Regions from separate parts of the Mus musculus genome. Here regions 1 and 3 are each linked to region 2. A link is a contact called in public HiChIP or PLAC-seq and promoter capture Hi-C data. All regions are on one chromosome and are shown on one strand. The core of a region is the stretch at or near the end of the contact, and the rest is flanking DNA. Distances in the headings are between cores, read along the strand shown. Region 1 holds the start of Prelid3b (PRELI domain containing 3B). Region 2 holds the start of Rae1 (ribonucleic acid export 1). Region 3 holds the start of Nelfcd (negative elongation factor complex member C/D, Th1l).

What was found. Promoter capture Hi-C pulls out the DNA fragments that hold promoters and counts their contacts. HiChIP or PLAC-seq counts read pairs in DNA pulled down with a chosen protein or histone mark.
Region 1: a promoter capture Hi-C map of neutrophils shows a contact between it and region 2, with 3 times the contacts expected there. The contact joins the promoter of Prelid3b here to the promoter of Rae1 in region 2. A contact is called at or near these places in 4 of 39 promoter capture datasets (liver, neutrophils and pre-B cells), 2 of 484 Hi-C or Micro-C datasets (the G1E-ER4 cell line and rod photoreceptor), 1 of 115 datasets of contacts at active chromatin or transcription factors (fibro-adipogenic progenitors) and 1 of 9 other capture datasets (liver).
Region 3: an H3K27ac HiChIP or PLAC-seq map of extraembryonic endoderm stem cells shows a contact between it and region 2, with 12 times the contacts expected there. The contact joins the promoter of Nelfcd here to the promoter of Rae1 in region 2. A contact is called at or near these places in 2 of 39 promoter capture datasets (liver and pre-B cells), 1 of 484 Hi-C or Micro-C datasets (CD4 T cells), 1 of 115 datasets of contacts at active chromatin or transcription factors (extraembryonic endoderm stem cells) and 1 of 9 other capture datasets (adipose tissue).

Annotation. Positions count from the first base shown.
Region 1 is chr2:174,470,542-174,474,482 of GRCm38.p6, forward strand. Prelid3b (PRELI domain containing 3B) reads right to left here and starts at 2,400. Exons shown (of 6, transcript NM_025531.2): 1 at 2,291-2,400. The coding sequence starts at 2,322. Gm38546 (a long non-coding RNA gene) reads left to right here and starts at 2,470. Exons shown (of 2, transcript XR_867090.2): 1 at 2,470-3,048; 2 at 3,273-3,568.
Region 2 is chr2:172,998,750-173,002,530 of GRCm38.p6, forward strand. Rae1 (ribonucleic acid export 1) reads left to right here and starts at 1,368. Exons shown (of 12, transcript NM_175112.5): 1 at 1,368-1,627.
Region 3 is chr2:174,413,917-174,417,624 of GRCm38.p6, forward strand. It overlaps Nelfcd (negative elongation factor complex member C/D, Th1l), which reads left to right and starts at 1,888. Exons shown (of 15, transcript NM_020580.3): 1 at 1,888-2,040. The coding sequence starts at 1,954.

The sequences.
Region 1 (3,941 bases), core at 1,150-3,649, 1.5 Mb after region 2:
ATAAGTGCATGGTCGGTAGCTAACCATGCTTCCTGATTGGATGAGGGACCAAGAAGGGCCTCCTCTGATTTTCATTTTAGATAGTTGCCATAGTGACAAGAAGAGGCCTTGGCCTATATCACTGCCATTTGGGGACTGTTTAGATTTATGAAGCTTCTACTTACAGACCTTTGTTGACTGTGGAATAGGGCTTGAGATTAAAAACAAATTAAGGCTCACTTATACAATATGTAGAGTTTGAAATCCATCTTCAGAAAGCAAGGACACAGACAGTATGGAAATCGGTGGAGTGAGACTAAAAACATACCAAGCAGCTTTGGTAGTGACTGGTTAATCAGGGCTTCTCAAGAAGACAGTGCCCAAAAAAATCCAAGCTAGGTTGGATGAGGAATGACCTAGAGTCCTGCTTGAGAGAGCAATGTTCTCAAGATGGAACCCTGAAAAAGGAAGCAAGACATCAAGACTGCAATTCAGGAGGCGAAGTGGGAAGTTCAGTGCGCTTCTGTCTCTGTTACTGTTTTGAGATGTGGCCTTGCTATGCTGTCCTGGCTGCCCAGCACACACTGTGTACCCGGATGTTCAGGCTAGCCTGATATTCATGGGAATTCTCCTGTCTCAGGCTCCCAAACTGTTAGGGTTACAGGCATGCAGCACCATCCTGGCTGACATACAGATCCTGGTGCCAAAGTGCATGTAGGCTGGGACTTTGGGTGGCCCAACCGGTCTGGATACAAGGCACTGCTGGGCTCCTCCCAGGGAGCAGTTGTGTATCTATCTTCTAGAAGACAGGTCCTTCAGCTTTCATCTACTCCAGAGGTCTGTGGCAAAAATAGACTAGGATCACCAACGACCGACTTTCATTGAACACATGCCGTTAGGAAAGGGAAGGGATGGATCCAAGGGTTGGGGTAGGGGGGGTGAGGGGGGAGGCAAGCCGAGGAAAGAGTATAGATGTAGAGAACCGTAAGGGAGGAACAAGTTCTAAGTTCTAAGGATGACACTTTGGGCCAACAGCTCTGAAGCAAAGCATTCAGATGTAGAAGAGGACTGGGGTCCAGAACCCCTTGTTCTGAAACAGACAGCATCCTAAGGACCACAGCCCCTCAGTCCCAGAAGTGGTACAAACGTTGAGAGTCCCTTCTAGTTCTAGTAGTTTGTCCTTTCTGGGACACAGCAGGTACTCAGATATGATCTACTATGTAAAACTTCTTTTACAATTACCCTCAGTAATCAGGATTGGCATTTGTAGATTAAAAGGCACCATAAAGCTATACTATTAAAACAGTGTGGCAACATTGGCCAAGTGAGTGAAGGAGCTCAGATCATCTGGAAGTGGTTTCGGATGTAAGTCAACAATAACTATGACAAGATGACATTGTAGAATAGAGCACAATAAATCAGTCAGAAAGGAGGGCTGGAACAAGGCGTAAACCAGTTATTTAGGTAGAAAGCTCTGTTGTTCTTGTGTGTGGCACCATGAACCTGGGTGGTATAATTCCCAACACCCCACTGACTCTGATCCTGTTTCCCACTATAAGTTCAGAGAACCATAAAGCTGTGACTGGATGTGATAGCAGACACTGGCTATCAGTCAGCTGTCATGGCTGAGAGGAATAGGAAACAGAGGTGACAAATTATCTGCAAGAGCAGGCCCTGGTCTCTAGATCAAGAGATCTTGATCAAGAAATCAAGAGATCTGCTCTCCAGATTGACTGTCATCAATGTTTGGCATCATGGTAGCATGAGCTGAGACCAACAGGAAGACACTCCACGTGGGTGGCCAGCTTTCTAGATGTCCGTGGGGGTGAGGGGCGCTATAACATGGGGGATTTCAGTCAGAACAACCCAGGTCACTCAGGCCATCATGCCATCACTGGGGTTCAGCCACGACACCGTGAGTCTGTCAGGTATCAGTCAGGGCACTCCAGCCACCACAAGCCGTCGGGGTTCAGTCAGGTCCCGGTGAGTCTGTCAGGTATCAGTCAGGAAACTCCAGGATACCCTGGATACGTCGGCGCTCAGGACACCCCAAAACCCTGTGAAGCCCTCGGGCCTCGTGCTCTGTGACCCCTGGAGTCACTTCCGGATCAGGCTCGACGGCCCGCTCTTGTCTTCCGTCAGTGGCGACGGTGTGGGAGGAATTCCCAGGCCTGGGGACAGGGAGCCCTAGCTCGGGTCGGGGTCGTGACCTTGGCGATCCCCCCGAGTCCCGAGCTCCGCTTGTCTCGCTACACCCGACGCCAGGAAGTTCCCCGAGGGCGCCGGAGGCGGGCGCCGCACCCACACTCACTCAAAGACGTGCTCCGAAGTCCAGATCTTCATGGTGCCAGCTGCCTGCCCGGTGTCCCTCAGTGTCCGGGGACAGTGAGGCACAGAAGTTCGCCGGCCCCGCCCCGTCCCGGCCGGCCGGCCTCGCAGCGCGCAGGCGCCGTCGAGCCAGGCGCTAGGACGCCCGGAAGTGCCATCCCGCGGCCTAGCCAAGCCGGGTTTGGCTCCGCCCCGCGGCGCAGTCCTGCCCAGTCTTCTTGGCTCAGAGCAACCAAGCCCCGCCCCCCATGCTCGGCGCAATCAAGTCCCTCCTTCGTGAAGGCTCAGTGCGCCGGCGCAGAGCCGAAAAGTGAGGCGGCCGGCCGGCGCCGCACTACGCATGCGCGGGCCTTGGCGGCGGGACTTTTTGGCTGGTTTGGCGGGTTGCTGATATGTGTCTAAAGTTCTCATTGGATGTGGCTGAGCCTGGCGGCGTTTGCCAGAGTACGGTTTTGTGGTGTGGTCTTAGAGAGTTAGTCCCACCTCTTCAATCTAAGCAGTGGGGTGGCGGGACAGGGGTGGTTTCAATCAGCACCCGTGCCCTTGCCAGCCCAGGGTTGGTTACCCTTGGTGGAACAGGCCACCCAGACAGGGCTGGACCAATTGCTCTACGGTCATAGGTCATCTCCATCACCATTTCTCAGTGATGCCCACGCCCTCCTGTGCCTCCACAACTTCCTGTTACATATTCCTCAGCAATTACCACTCTGGAGTCATCTTGTTTATCTGTTAGCTCCCATTGTAAGTCATCCCCCAGAAAGCCAGCCCTGGCCTGTCTCCATCATGGCACTCAGCACCTCTGGATAGCAGGGGTTTAAAGGTTATTGAAAATGAAATAGTTATTTGAGGAATGAATTAATTAGGCCATTTAGTTTATCTGCTTGACTTCTAGTCTGTAGGCACGTGAGGGTGAGGCTCTTGCTAGGCTTGTTCAGTGATTTCCTCCCTGTACCTAATAATTACAGATGACATTCGTGAGAGAATGACTAAGAAGTGAGGGGGCAGGAGCGGATGGCATGTGGTTCTATTCAGAGATGTGCCGGGTAAGATGGACGAACTGCTTGGCTTGGGTTTCAGGTGTAGCTTCCCACCTCTGCGCACCCTGTTCCCCGCATCCTGTGCCTCCCGACAGAACAATTTGCCTTTTGAAATGACAGTTGGAGGAAAATCTTTGCATCTCGGTACTTAAAGAGCTACTTAGAATTACCCTTTGTCCCTAGTTTGTTCAATTGTTAAAAACAAATAAAGCCAGGTTAATTTAGGAGGGTGGATCATTTTTTTTTTTAAAATAGCCAAAGCAGTTTATATTTTAAAAGATAGAAAAATTATATTAGACAGGAAGGAAATAATATGGTTGGTAGCTGCTAAGTGTAATTTGTTTTACCTGGGGGATTATATATATATATATTCAGTACTTTGAGTGATTTCTTGGGGAGATAATGTTTTAAGGGCTGCTGAGAGGGCCCCAGCCTTTGTTAAGATGTGAAGTTAGTGCTGTGTATTACTGGCTCTAGTGCAGTCACTACAGAACAGTCAGTCCCTGCTGCCCTAGAGCTTCATGAAGCTGTTCACCAGCTAGCTGGCCAGCCTCCTCTGCCTCCTCCTCCTCCTCCTCCTCCTCTTCCTCTTTTCTC
Region 2 (3,781 bases), core at 118-2,617:
ACCAACCTAAAGGAGCCCTCTACTCTGGACCCAACTCTTCCCCTGAGCCCCAACAGGAATAAACACGACGACGACAAACCAAACACTATGTACGCTAACTAAACCTTGTTATTTGACTTCTCAGGGGATGGGAGTAAGTAGATGATCACCAAGTGTCCTAGACAGGCCTGTTTCCTCTGTGTTGTACTGAGGTCCCTTAAGACAGGTAACCAGCGGCCAGTTTTTATTCCATTGTTCTGTAACCCTGTTCCTGCCTTACATTTTTAAAAATTGTTTTGGAGACAGAACATTTCTGTGTAGTTCTGATTGGCCTAGAACTCACAGAGACGCCCCCCCCCACCCCCTGCCTCTACCTCCTGCGTGCAGGGATTGGAAGGCCTGCCAAGTTGCCCAACAAGGAAACTAATTTTGTAGGGACCAATCACATTTTGTTCTTCCTCACTGACACTTGTCCTTTCTCTCTCTCTAAAACCGCTTTCCCTGATTGGTTCATTGGAACCCCCATTCTGGAATCTAGCTAACTATGTTGTCATTTTATCTGACACCTTAAACACTCTATGTGGAATGTTTCATAGAGCAGGACTTTTGTGTTTCAAACAGGCTTAATACTGACCTATTAGTACATGGGGCTCAGTAATTAAGTGTACTTGTTGCTCTTGAAGAGAGCCATGGTTCGGTTCCCAGTACCCACATGATGGTTCGACTATCTGTAACTCCTGTTCCAGGGGCTCCTACACAGTTTTCATGCCTCCCCAAGCATGTGGTGCATATACATACACACAGGGACAACATCCATGCACGGAAATAAATCTTAAACATCTCAGGGAGTAGGAACCATTCCCCTTATCATACCGCTCGGGATGTTCCAAGTAGGCAGCCTCTCAGAGGACAGTGCTAGATCTGAGCTGGGGAACTCTTTTTTTGTTTGTTTGTTTGTTTGTTTTTTGTTTTTACATGTATATGAGTATGTTGCCTGAAGAAGTTTAAGCACCACTGCGTGCAATGACCACAGAGACCAGAAGAGGGCGTCAGTTCTCCAAGAACTGGTGTTGGTTCTCTTGGACCTGTGAGCCGTCCAGTAGGTGTTGGGAATAGAATCTGGGTCTTCCCCAAGAAGCCACTGCTCTTGGCCGCTGAGCCATCTCTTCGGCTCCACGATCATCTTTAGACGTTTAAACAACAATCAATATAACGATACACACGCGAAAACAACGCCCTCTCTCAACTAGTTGCCTGGCAACTGCGCTGGCCGACTTTCCACAAACGCACAACTGCTGGCATAAACACTTCCTCTCGCCCTCAGCAGGGCTTCTGCGCATGTGCGCCCGCCTTGAGAGGGGCGGGACGCCGTGCTCTGACGCTTTCCGGGCAGTCCCGGAAGTGGCTCGTGGCGCGTGCGCGGTGCTTCTGTGGTAACGGGGCAGTTTCCACCGGCTTGAGGCGGACGACTCGGCGGTCTGGGGTCTCCCGGCTGCGCCCCCTCTGCCCCGCGCCAGAGCAGGTCCGTGGCTTCGGGCCCCGCCGCGTGCGTGTTCCTCAGGCGGCCGCCGCGCTCCCTCCGGGAAGCCCGGGCCCGCGTGAGGAGACCGAGCCCCTCTCTGCAGCCGGACCCCGTGCGCTCCGCTAGGTAGGCCGGGCCTCTCCGCGTGCGCACACCGCCCAGGCCACGGGGGTGAGGGGACGGTGGGGGACCGCGGCGTGCGCGGATGGGAGGGGCACGGCCGAGCCGGCGGGCGTGGTCGGACGCTTGGGAGCAGCCCGAGCTAACCCAGTCAGCCAGGAGAAAGGCCCCTGAGAGCTACGGGAGCTGGAGAGATGGCTGCGCTGCCTGCCAGAGGTCCGACCGCCTCTTCACCCCCGCTGCAGGGCACCCGGTACGCCCTTGCTCTTCTCACGTGCGCATGGTGATCTGAAACTAAGTCCTCAAGTAAATTGCACGGGAGAGGAGCGTGCGGATCCCAGCACACACTGGGGGTCGTTTCGTTTCCTAACTCCAGGATGGAGGAGTTAGTTTTTCCGGTGAAAATCAAGACTAACTCACGCTCCGGAGAAACATAGCCCTGGCTGCGTGTCTGTGCATCCCTCTCCCTGTACAGACAGGCTTGTAGTCCTCAGCCCCGAGAGTTGTCTCCCGAGCCGTCTTCTGAGACGTGAATGTGCACCTTATGGTGGCTCTGACACATCGTGGCTGTCTCGAAGGCAGCAGGAGTCAAATGCGCTCCCACAGTTCCTTGCAGTTTCCCTTTCCTTGTTATTTTAAGGAAGCGACCCTCATTAGGCTGTGGATTGCTCGGGCCTTAGCCTCGCTTTTGGAGAGGTGGCTGACTTGGTGGAAGTCTGGGTTTTAAGAATTTGCTTTTTAGTAACAGCTTGAAATGTGGCAAAAGCATATGGGAGTCTGGAGTCACAGTGCACAGATGGTTTCCTTGGCAACGACACAGTTGTCAATTACATTCAGTGTTAGACCGTGCAAATCCTTTTCTTTAAATGGGCTCTTTTGTAGACCAGGCTGTCCTCAGATTTCTGTACAGTCAGGGATGGCCTGCTCCTCCTGACCCTGCCTCCCAAGTGCAGAGATCACCTGTGCCAGCTCACCTGACTAACCCTAAACTTTCTCTGCCTGTTGTGTGTATGGCCATGCATGCGTGTCACAGTCCACATCTGGGCAGAGGACAACTTTGGAGTTCTCGCCTGCCTTTCTGTTGGTTCTGAGGGTCGAACTCGGGTTTCCAGGCTTGCACACCAAGTGTCTTTACTACCTGAGCCAACTCACCAGCCACAGAGGAGCCTGGAGAATGTGCACTGTTGTTTCAGGACAGCCGGAAGATGAGGCATGGCGAGGGACGGTAGGGCCCGGTAGACTGCCACGCTCAAGAAAGCAGTGCTGACTATCGATGGCTCCAAGTCTACACCGTCACACCAGACCTTCAGTACTCAGTGGGCCAAAGTAGATTGCTTTGGATTGTTCTTTTCTTTTTTGGTGTTTTGAGACGGGGTCTCTGTGTAGCCCTGGCTCTCTTGAAACTCACTCTGTAGACAAGGTTGGCCTCAACTCTCAGAGATCCGCCTGCCTCTGCCTCGCAAATGCTGGGATTTAAAGGCATGTGCCACCACTGCCTGGCATGAACTGCTTTTCTTAAAGCCCTGAGAAATTGTGGAACACCTGCCAGAACTGGTTGTTCTTTCTAGGTAACATCATGTAGACATTGACCTAAAATAGAGAGGAAGGGGGACCCTGGGCACAGGAGGCCCCTCTGCCCACTGCTGGGTGCCCAGTGTGCAGTTCTGACTCTGGAGAGTGATACCTCTTTCCTAGCTGCTGACTGAAGCACTGTAATATGTCTGCGTTGGTGCCCTAGTGCTAGCAAGGGCATCCTCCCTAGACAGTAAAGTAGATGTGGATGTAGGAAAGTCTTCCTTCATAGCTTCCAGAGGCTAACAATGCTCTAAAAATAATAGTGTGTGTGTGTGTGTGTGTGTGTGTGCGCGCACAGACACAGCCTCTGTGTGTGTGTGTGTGTGTGCACAGACACAGCCTCTGTGTAGCCCTGTCTGGCCTGGAATTCAGTATGTAGACCAGGCTGACCTCATCCTCAGATCTACCTGCCTTTGCCCAAGTGTTCTGATTATACTATGCTGGGCAGAGCGGCTTTTTTTCTTCCCCCTGAAACAGGGTTTCTCTGTATAGCCCTGGCTCTCCTGGAACTCACTTTGTAGACCAGGCTGGCCTCGAACTCAGAAATCTGCCTGCCTCTGAGAACGGCTCCTTTTATTAGGCATT
Region 3 (3,708 bases), core at 638-3,137, 1.4 Mb after region 2:
AGGAAATCAGGCTGGATGAGTCTTTCCAGAGAACAGTAGTATCTCAGGAGGCTAGCGATCAGTTATTCTAGCAACAGTGACATAGGCTGGATGCAATGCTGCTAGGCTTGTTAACCACTGTCATAATTAGCCATTTATTGGTTAAGGGAGAGGTGAGTTAGACAATCCCTGCTTCTGTACGTGCAATTAATTATTCATAAATGAATCTGCCTGCTTTCCACTCAGACAGTATCTAAGAGCCATAGTTGGAATTTAACAGACATTCATTATTCCCAACATTTTCAGAAAACAAATAAAAATGAGCCTGAAACAAATCCATAGCAGGGCACTCCTGAACTTAAAGCTCCTTCATCATGTGAGCTGGATCTAGACCCACCAAGCAGAGAGATGGAAAGTGGTCCTTCCACCATCTGCAAAGAAGCCTTTCAGGGTTGCCTCCAATGGCCTCAGCCTGAACACATCTTTGTCCCCAGGCAGAAACCTACCTCCTGCTGGGCTATCTGTGAGTGTACAGACTGGAAGTCTAAGTAGCCTCTTACCAGACCATTCCTTGCCTTTCCACCTTCCTCCTCACTCCCTGCAACTCTGGTTTCCTCCCTCCTCTCCATAAGTCCTCTTTGGGTGTAGCAAATAGCTAGACATTCCAGATATATCTGTTCCATCACTTTCCTTAAACAAAAATCCAGATGAACTTTTATAATAACTAATTCCTGCTGACTACCTGCTAACTCTGTGTCTAGTGCTTCAATGTGCCATCGGACTAAAGCCTTGCAAGTGGTTGTCACCTTGGGTGGCTCTGGCATCAACTACAATGCAGGGTGCCACAAGCTCTGGTGGGGGACTTTCTTCACCAGGTTATTTGGAATGGAAAGAGCCACCCTGAGCATCTTGGGAAAGTCTCTTCTATCATTACAGACTATTTACTTTGGTTATCCAGTATTATCATTTCTCCCCTTTGTTTGCAGGCTAGCTCCCTCGGATCATGGGTGGCAAAGTGGCAAGGATCTCGTCCCTGAGTACGTCACTGTACTCCAGGTGTTATCAATGATCCAGGCACTTAGGAGTTATTCAACAAACACTTGTCAAATGATGGAAGGAAGGAAGAAGTAAAATAGCATTCCAACAGCTCTGCAGACAGTGCCTGAGGACTGTACTACATGGCTGGCTCTTTTCTCTAGCCTCTCCTCACTGTCTGCATCCAGAGCCCATGGTGTTAACCTCCCCGATCGATGATTTGGGGCCACCTGCCAGGAGGCCTCTCCAGGTATCTTCAGTCTAGGTGTTCAGTGGGTCCACTTTTCCAGAGCCCAGTCATGGCTTTTGTAGGCTGTAGGGCCTCCTCCACTGGAAATATGTTTTATATCTCGCTCTGCAATGCACCGAGTACTTTTTGCCCATAGTAAAAGAAATCCGAACATTTCTGTGATACCTGCTCGGTTGGCAGCTGCACTGTCCAGGCAAAGCTTAAGCTCACTGAAGGTTCGAGGTTTTTATAGCAACTGGAAGCATGCTTGCACTTCCGAGTGAGACCCTGTCTTTTTTTTTTTTTTTTTTTTTTTTGAGACAGGGTTTCTCTGTATAGCTCTGGCTGTCCTGGAACTCACTTTGTAGACCAGGCTGGCCTCGAACTCAGAAATTCGCCTGCCTCTGCCTCCCGAGTGCTGGGATTAAAGGCGTGCGCCACCGCGCCCGGCGAGACCCTGTCTTAAAAAGGAGAAAAGGTAACTTGGAAGTGTTCTGGGCAGACATAAAGCTGTGACTCAAGCCATCTTGCTCATGAGAGATCCTACAAGGTGTTTCCCCGCCCAGCAGGCCAAAGACTAGGCCACGCCTCCTCTGTAACCACGCCCCTTTCCAACTCCGCCTCTCTAGCCTTGCCTGAGGCCCAGAACCGCGCACGCGCTCTTCCATTTGTTGTGTCCGGCGCACGCGCAGTGAGGAGACGCGGCAGATATGGCGGGTCCGGCGCCGGGTACAATTATGGGAGAAGACTACTTCGGGAATGCCTCAGAGTGGGGCGAAGAGGCAGACGGCGGCCAGGTGAGAGGGCCGTAGGCGTTCCGCCAGGAAGCCGGGTTTGTGTCCTGTCCTCGCGGCTCCTGCTCCGGCCAGACCCGGGTACGGGGACCCGTGACCCTTGACTCCCTGACCTCCGACCCCGGACCCTAGCAAAGCGGGTCCAGGAACTGCACTCAGGGCTTCGGGCCGGTCCTGCCCCGTTAGGGACCTCAGTTTCCCATGCATTCCGATTCCCAGTGACACCTGGGGCTGATCTCTGCGAAGCAGAAGCCATGGTGCCCGAGGGGGCAGGACAGACTCTAAGGGAGAAGTGGACCACAGTGATACAGTGAACAAACTAACTCCAAACTCCAGCAGCATTCTGGGGTTGGGAAAACACTCTCCGGTGCTGGACAGACCAAACTTTTTTTTCCACTTTTGGGTGATTTCATTCATCCTTAGAGTACAGGACAGGAAAGATCTCGTAGCCCCGACTGTCCAAGATTTGGGTGAGAGATGGGGAACGGGTATCGTTCAGTGTCCCCCCAAACACCAGGGTTAGGAAATCAGAAGTCCACCCAGCTGTATGACTGACTTAAGCCTCCCATATCCTTCTGGACAGTGAGTAGGGGCCCTGGAATTTGGCTTTTCTACAGGAAGTGAGATGAGCTTTGAATGAATATGGGATGCAGTGAGGTATACCAGTGGAGTGGTCAGTGGTGCAGTGAGGGTGATGGAGGAAAGGTGAGGGGTTTCTGGAACCGAGTGAGGGAAGCCCTCCGTGGTTGGTTGGTTGGTTGCTGGACCAGGAGCTGTCAGTCATCAGTTGCAGCTTCCAGGGGTCCTATAGAGCTAGCTGCTGACCAGTAGGACATAAGACCCTGGGCATCTGTTTGTATGCTAGAGCATACTACATCACTTGGGAACTCGGAGGTGGATATATAGAGTTGGATTTAGCTAATTTGGATGTTGGGCTAAGTGCTTTTGTGTGGTATCGCAGGCTAGGCGCTAGAGCAGCAGTTCTCAACCTGTGGGCTGTGACCCTGTGGGGGTCATATCAGATATCTTGCATATTCACATTGTGATTCCTAACAGTAGCAGATGACAGTTATGAAGTAACAACAAAAGTAATTTTACAGGTGGAGTTCACCACAGCATGAGGAACTGTGTTGAAGGGTTGCAGCATTAGGAAGGCTGAGAACCACTGTTCTAGAGTTTGAATTGAGTGTTATTCATAAGTAAAATAAGGCAGAAAGACTCAGCCACCTGCCCAGGGCATAAGGAAGGAAAGAAGACTCAGAGTGATGTCCTTTGTGTCACTTAAGTGGCTCAGTAACTGAGGTGGTTCAGATTCAGTAAGAGTCGGGGATGGCTTAGCGAGTACTGTGCTTGCCACAGGAGCACTAGGTCCTGAGTTCAGAAACTATCATCCACATAAAAAGCTCTTGTCTGTAATCCAGCACCGGGGGATCCCTGGAGCCCCCTGGCCAGCCAGCTGAACCGTCCGTGTTACCGAGAGACCTTCAAAAAGGGGTGTGGAGAGTGACTGGAGAAGACACCCAACCTTGATCTCTAACATCTACACACAGACAATGTACACACAGGAACATCTCAGGAGACCACACAGACACAAGAAAGTACTCTGTGGATTAGCTTGGTGGTTGTCGTCCATGTTCTGTGTCTGTTGAGGGTTAGGCGTGCCAGGCCCTG